Regions from separate parts of the Zea mays genome. Here region 2 is linked to region 1. A link is a contact called in public Hi-C data. All regions are on one chromosome and are shown on one strand. Each heading gives the region's core, a stretch centred on a gene start, on an enhancer-like site or on the middle of the called end of the contact. The rest is flanking DNA. Distances are from core to core; before and after follow the strand shown.

Region 1 (3,437 bases), core at 593-3,092:
GTGACGAAGGTGACATGCGGCGCAGTCTATGGAGACGGGGACGCCGGTTGCCAGGATGACGCCGCGAAATTGGCAGCAGAAGCCATGGGATCAGATCGAAACTCAAGCTATCCGATACCAGATGTTATGGTCGCTAGATCGGTGAGGGGATGGAGAGGGTATCGATGGGCAGGAACGCCGGCCGGGGGCCTCTGCCCACGGTCGAGCAAGAGGAGAGTTTCTCCCTTCTAATTCTTGTCTGTTTTATTTCTCATTCATTGATTACATAAATAGGCCGGCTAGCCGCCCCTATCTAGCTAGAGATTCTATCTCCTTAAAACTCTTCTAAAAACTCTCAACAAACTACTAACTGATAAACTTCCTAGATAATCTCAACTAATCTCCTAAATAATCTTAACCAAACTTCTAATCTTATCTCTAACTATCTTTATCTAATCCCCTTGGAGGGCCCATGGTTGCTGCTGCCGCAGCCCCTCCGTGGGCCTCCTTAGGCCCTAACAGCTGCAGAGTACATTTTGAAAAACTGAACTAACAGTAGCATTTCATCTATCCAAGAAACCTTCCTAGATAATCTCAACTAATCTTCTAAATAATCTCAACCAAACTTCTAATCTTATTTCTAACTATCCTTATCTAATCCCCTTCGAGGGCCCATCGTTGCTGCTGCTGCAGTCCTCCGTGGGCCTTCTTAGGCCCTAACAGCTGCAGAGTACATTTTGAAAATCTGAACTAACAGTATCATTTCATCTATCCAAGTTGCCCGTGAAGTTTCTGTGGACCACGAATTAGATTGACCAGGCATCTCAGTTTTTCCGTGGTGTCCCATCTTATCTATGGTGAGAACGTGTAACCACGATTGCTAGTAGAGCACAGTGCAGGCTCAGTCGAGATGTTCCCGTCAAACAGAAGCTTACTTCTGATAGGTTGAGCCGACTACCAGAAGGCCCGCCGTATCAGCCAACTGCTCCAGCTCCTTAAGGGACTCCTCTATGCCGAACAGGTTCCCTCCTGTCCGTTTGCACTCAACACCAACCAGATAAGCCTTCTCTTGAAATATCTGCAGGTAGCCAGGTCCACAGGTTCAGAAATCAGACATGATGAAACTGGCAGGTAACACCAACTCACAGCTCTATTGTTCATGTCACGGCCCAAAATATCTAGCGGGGATGTAACAATCAAAAGTTCTCTCCGGTGAATTTGATGGATCGCTGCAGGTTATCATATTCTCCACACGCTGAGTAGAAACCGCCCAATCTGTCAAACAGGCCGGCGCCAAGCGGGCCTGTCGGAGCAACAAAAGCAAGCAGCTGAAGCTACGCAATCCGCTACCTCTTTGCCATTGATGAGCTTGAACCGGTCTTGCCCCGCCGCGGCTTCCTCCTCTTCCTGCCGCTGCCGCCTGCTCTTCACGAAAGCCCTCGTCGGCGGTCGCTGCTCCAGCTCCTCCATCTCCTCTGTTCCCACTTCATCGCCCTCAGCGATCCCTCCTCCATCCTCTACATCAACAGCGGTTTGGACGTCTTCGGTCTCCGCCGGCGCGGCCTCGAGCAGCCGCTCGTCGAGTGTCCGCCGGACCGGCCCACGGCGGCGAGTCGGGGAGCAGCGGAGGAGGGTGGTGGGGCTCCGGAGGCGGCGGCGTCTTGCGGAAGAGGGTGCGGAGGTCGACGGGAATGATAGGGAGACGGCGGCAGCGAACAGGCAGGCGGCGGCGCTCATGGCGCGGCGGGCGGAAAGCGAGTGAAGCGGTCAAGCGGAGGCTTCTGGGTGGTTTTGGTGAGCGCCAACGGCCGAGCGGATAGGCGAGGGAGGCGATGACGTCGACTGGTCCATTCAGTTCGATTGGTGACGTACTGATGTGGGACCGCTGTATTTGACAAGCTTTGGCGCGACATGACGTGGCATAAACATCTTCCCTGGTTGGCTGTTGGTAAATCTCGTCCGTCGCGATTTTATTGGTGAGTCCGGAAAGAAAAGATTCATCTCGACTAATTTTATCACTTTAACCTTTAAATGAGCTAACAGTATCTCCAACGATGTGACCTATAAAAAACATCATATAATTTAATATGAATATATTTTGTACAATTTAGGACACCAATAAAACACTTCGCTCCAACAGTAAAGCCTTAAATCCCTACTACTCTACAAGCACGGTTTGTAGACGTCCACACCGTGCGCCATAGTTCTGCCTCCCAACGCTCCCCTGGATCTCGGTCACGCTTTCGTCGCCACCATCATCGGCTACCTGCCCCTCAACATCCTCCACCTCTGCTCCCTGTCCAGGATCTTATCGTGCACGCCCTAGTCTGTCCCACCCCGACATCCTCCCCCACCATGCCCGTCGCAAATCATCGATGGAAGGTGAGCGGGGCGCGGTCGCGCCTAGCATGGCGCTATTAAAACGGGCCCTCCGCGCACGCCTCGCTCCATCAATGGATCCACCGCGCCATGGCCGCCACCAACATCCTCGCCCTCCGCGCCCGCCCCAATCCAATGATGAAAGCTGATCGGATATCGGGGGTGCTTCCCCACCACGCACGCCGATCTCCATCTATGGAAGGTAAGCAGTCCGCGGACCCCCCCTCCCCCCCCCCCCCCCCCCGCGACATCCTCTTCAAGGTGGTGCTCACCGGGGACTCCGCCTTTGGTAAGTCAAACCTGCTCATCAGATCCACAGATCCCGCACCAGGCTCAGACGACCATGGCGAGACCGTCGAGGTGGACACCGGGCCCAGATTGCGACCATCATGGAGCTGGATGAGGTCGTCGTTACCACCGGAGAGGATGACTGTTGGGGGCCTTCGTCCTCCGAAGGTCCTCAAAAGCGTGATGTAACAATATCTTTTAAGTGTGATATATGAACAGGTACCTTCGGACTCGGGCTACAAACATGAACGATGTAAAAAGCATGATCGTGACGAAGGTTGTGAGTTGCTCCGAAGCTACACGCAAGGGAGCTTCGGCTAAATGGTGGAAAAAGGAACCGACTTAAAGGGGAAAAGGCTATCTAGTCCTCATAGAATTGAATATAAGTCAATAATAAATGTAAAGGGCATGAATGTAATTTCTCACAGGCTGCGTCCTGTGCCTATAAATAGATGAACAGTACCCCCATACTATTCACGCTGACTTGTATTCGCTCGTGCGTCACACTTGGATTTTTGCCTTCTGTCAAGCCGAAGGTACAAATGTAATTAAGTATTGTTCTTATCTATTCATGGTTATATAACAAAGATGCCAATGATGTTTATGATTATTTATGTTATCTTTCATGTTTCATATGCTTTGTCTTTCATTAATATATACTGTGATGATGGAGGTACGTCCTTCATGACCTTCGTCTGAAGATCGTTATATCCTAAGGGAAATAATGCTTCGAAGGATGAAGGACATTAACATTTAATATTTTGTGTTGCCTTGTTCTTAACTCATAGCAT
Region 2 (3,437 bases), core at 506-3,005, 120 kb after region 1:
TGAGCTAGAGGACTAACTAGCTACCCTTTTACTTCGGCTCTGGTGAAAGTTCTAGTCTTAAGTCCCAAGATTCTGGACATATCGTCTAAGTTCCGAGACCTATAATTAGCCTTCATATCCTTTTTGAACCTCTTCCCTTTTTACTTGTTCTGTATTGCTTTACTCCTCTTTTTATTTATAGAGACACAATGAATGTCCAATCACTCCTACTTATCGTACTCGTAGAGCCATACATCAGTACACCTTAGTCGTACCACAATACACCTTTACTCCTCTTAGGGTCGTCCTTCTGAGCCCGTTCCACCCATAGCCTTCCTGCCCCCAAGGCAGTCTTGCATTGGAGAGATCGAGGGCCACTGTGCGGGCCCCTTGTCCTGTAGACCCCCTAGACCTATGGTCTCGGGGGGCTTGGTCTCTGAGTTGCAAGACCCTGATGATGTCAAAGCTAGTACGAGTCAACAAGTCTCCTTTATTTTGATAAGATTTGAAACGGCATATTGCTAGTATCTTGGGCTATACATTTTTATAGACGCCCATAACAAAGTAATACATGTAGAAAAATCAAAATGTTTTGTAATAATTTGAAATGAAAAGAGTATCTACTATGATAGTACACCGTCTATTCCAAATTATTCTAACTGTTTTGGAGAGGAAGAGCATTTTAAGTTTGACCAAAATTATTATAAATATATAAACCATCCAAGTAGCCTACGTGAAACTAGCATATGAAAAGATAAACGTGTTGCATTGATAACCGATGTCTTCCGCACGTGTTGAAGCTAAGCATATGCCTTTTCCTCCTATTATTAAAAAGGTCATTCTCAATAATAGTTTTATAAAAGGTTTGTTTTTATTAAATAATGTATTATACTATTGACACGGTGAACAATATATGGAGAAAGAGATAAAAATAGATTTCATAGTGTGAAATCATGCCTACACTATTATCTAGATATATTATCTCTTACATATTATCTATGAAACTGTACCAAATAAAACTCTTCACTATGAGAGACTGTATCTCAACCAAGATTTTATTTTTTTTTCTTGATTGCATGGCATCTTAAAAAGAACTCCCATTCTAATAACAAGTTGATCTCTTTAAAAAATAAGTCCAAAAATTCAAAGTGGAAATCATATCCTATACAAAATAATCATCTCAGTCTGTTGACTTCATTTGCATCGGAATTGCAACCTGTAAACTAACACAACAGTAAGTGTGGAAATCCCTATCAGCTAATAGGTGACGGGAATGAGGCTAATACTGACCGAAATTAGTAATTTTAGTAGGTAATGTGATAATTCTCGTTGGCTTCTAGCTGACTTGTTTTTGTCGGGAATTAACTAAACCCCGTCAGTTGGGGACTGGAGCTAAGTAACTCTTATCAGCCTCCACGTCCGCATCTAGTTTGAACAAACTCGGTTTTGGATGGGTCGGCCAAGTTACATCACTTGTTTTTCTGTCAGGACTCTAAGTGAATATTGGTTTTAACTGTCAGGACTCTAAGTGAAATATTAGTAATAGATTGTTGGCTTTAATTAATATTAATGTCTGTTTTTCAATATCGGTTAAAGTCATCAATTGATACTAATCTCTCGACCGTAAATTAGTATCGGTTGATGGGTTCAATTAATATTAACCGCAGGACGCGGCCGAGGAGGATGCGTGGTGGATCGGATGCGGATAGGCGTGTGCTGTTGCGGCGGTGCTTTCACGGGGACCGGCGACGGATCCCACGTGGCCGCGCGCGCTGAGCCATATAGCTGGCTAGCTGCTGTAGTGCCCGTAGCGCCGAGGCGGCGACTGCGTGCGTGCGCGGTGGGCCAGCTGCACAGGCAGTACTCCCGCCGGCGTCATGAAGCGGGACCGCCGCTCGCACAGGCGACGTACGGCCCCTCGCCGACGCCGACCAGCCGGGCGTGCGTCGTCTCAACCGTTGGCCCAGCGCGGCGGTTGGGCGTGACTGTGCTATGGTCAGGGAGAAAAGAAGAAGAAGAACGTTGATGTTGTTGCGGTGGGGCGCACGGGCAGCTAGGGGGTCGTCGGTGGTTGACACGTAGTACGCGTGTGCATGCACCATCGTATCATCGATCTCACTCGACATTTTATATACATCAAAGTCTTATATTTACGACCATCATATATTTATATACATCAAAGTCTTATGTTTACGACCATCACATATTCTATACATCAAAGTTTTCACCTAAGCTCTAATATCTATCTCGGCTAAGTGATAGTCTACTAATATCTGTTAATACTCTAAACTCCGACTTAGCTAAGATACCGGTACCTTCATGATATTTTTTCCTTCAACGAGCTAGAATGACTTCTCCAATTATGTTGTACAATGCACCTTCGGTCTTGTTCTTCATATTTCCTCGTTGAAATTCCTGTAAAGGAAGTTTATAAACATCATATGTTTACACTTGATAATACATTTGCATCTTCAATTACATAAATACATGCATGACTATTACTAATAATACATTTTCATGGTAAGAGAACCGCCAGTAAAAATAAGTTTTCGCCGGCGGTTTCTTAAGCCAGTCCCACATATTTATTTTTACTGGCACCCGATGTAACTGAAACCGCCGGGCGTTACCATGCATCATGCATGCATGCATGCATCCCTCAATGCTTTAATAAATTCAACACGTACGTACGGGTAATAATAATATATTAGTTATAGTATCACAGGGGTGGTTGTTTCCCGTTGACGAATCAAGCAAATCATGCATACATACATATGAGTTTCTGACCAGCATCAGCACAGGCGCACGGCCAGCTAGCCTCCCAGTAAATTAAACAACCAACTGATCAAACCGACTGGCATGCAATGCAACGCTGGCGTGTCGTCAACATGCGGAGGCACGCACGAAAACAAACGCATGCGGTGCACGCGTTGGCTGCTTCTCCGTCTGTCTAAAAGTTATTTATAACTAGATAGTACATAGTAACGCGCTCAACTTATTCTAATAGGCCGGGAGTGCAAATTGCGCGGAGTCTGGGCTTGTGGCTTTGGGCCATGTTTTGTACGGGCCCAGGAGGGGAACTTGAGTACCTGAAATTGAAAGAAACCACGAATGCTTTTTTGTTTTGTTTTTTGCAGCCTAATATCAGTTCATACTTGGAATATACCAACAAATTTTGGCAGGAGCAAAAATTACAGCTTGTATGTTCAGCGGTGTCGCGGAAGCAGACGGACAGATTCATGTTCAGTATGGTGTCGTGGAACCAGAAGACCGACGCATAAATTCATGTCATATTTGGTAGTAGAGCTCTACCCGCTCTAGATTTATCAAAATCCTATTTGCATGCAGCTTGTGCGTCAAGTCAACTACTACTACAATTAGGAGTAGTACTATACAGATATGCATACGCATCTTCTTAAACTTACTATGTTACTATCTCTAAATCAAATTAAACATGCATG

What was found. A called contact is a pair of places that touch in the nucleus more often than the background predicts.
Region 2: a contact with region 1 is called in a Hi-C map of leaf, with 2.6 times the contacts expected there. The contact joins the enhancer-like site here to the promoter of LOC100281675 in region 1. A contact is called at or near these places in 3 of 25 Hi-C or Micro-C datasets (ear, leaf and tassel).

The regions. Positions count from the first base shown.
Region 1 is chr4:10,566,115-10,569,551 of Zm-B73-REFERENCE-NAM-5.0, forward strand. LOC100281675 (GTP-binding protein hflX) reads right to left here and starts at 1,843. Exons shown (of 13, transcript NM_001154595.2): 1 at 1,330-1,843; 2 at 915-1,057. The coding sequence starts at 1,716.
Region 2 is chr4:10,682,421-10,685,857 of Zm-B73-REFERENCE-NAM-5.0, forward strand. No RefSeq gene overlaps it. Among protein-coding and RNA genes, the nearest start is that of LOC103652813, 13 kb to the right of the region's middle. Within about 2 kb of position 1,756, at least 17 of the 20 cell types and tissues checked have an H3K27ac peak or open chromatin away from gene starts, as enhancers often do. A contact at or near this core is called in ear, leaf and tassel, where this site is marked.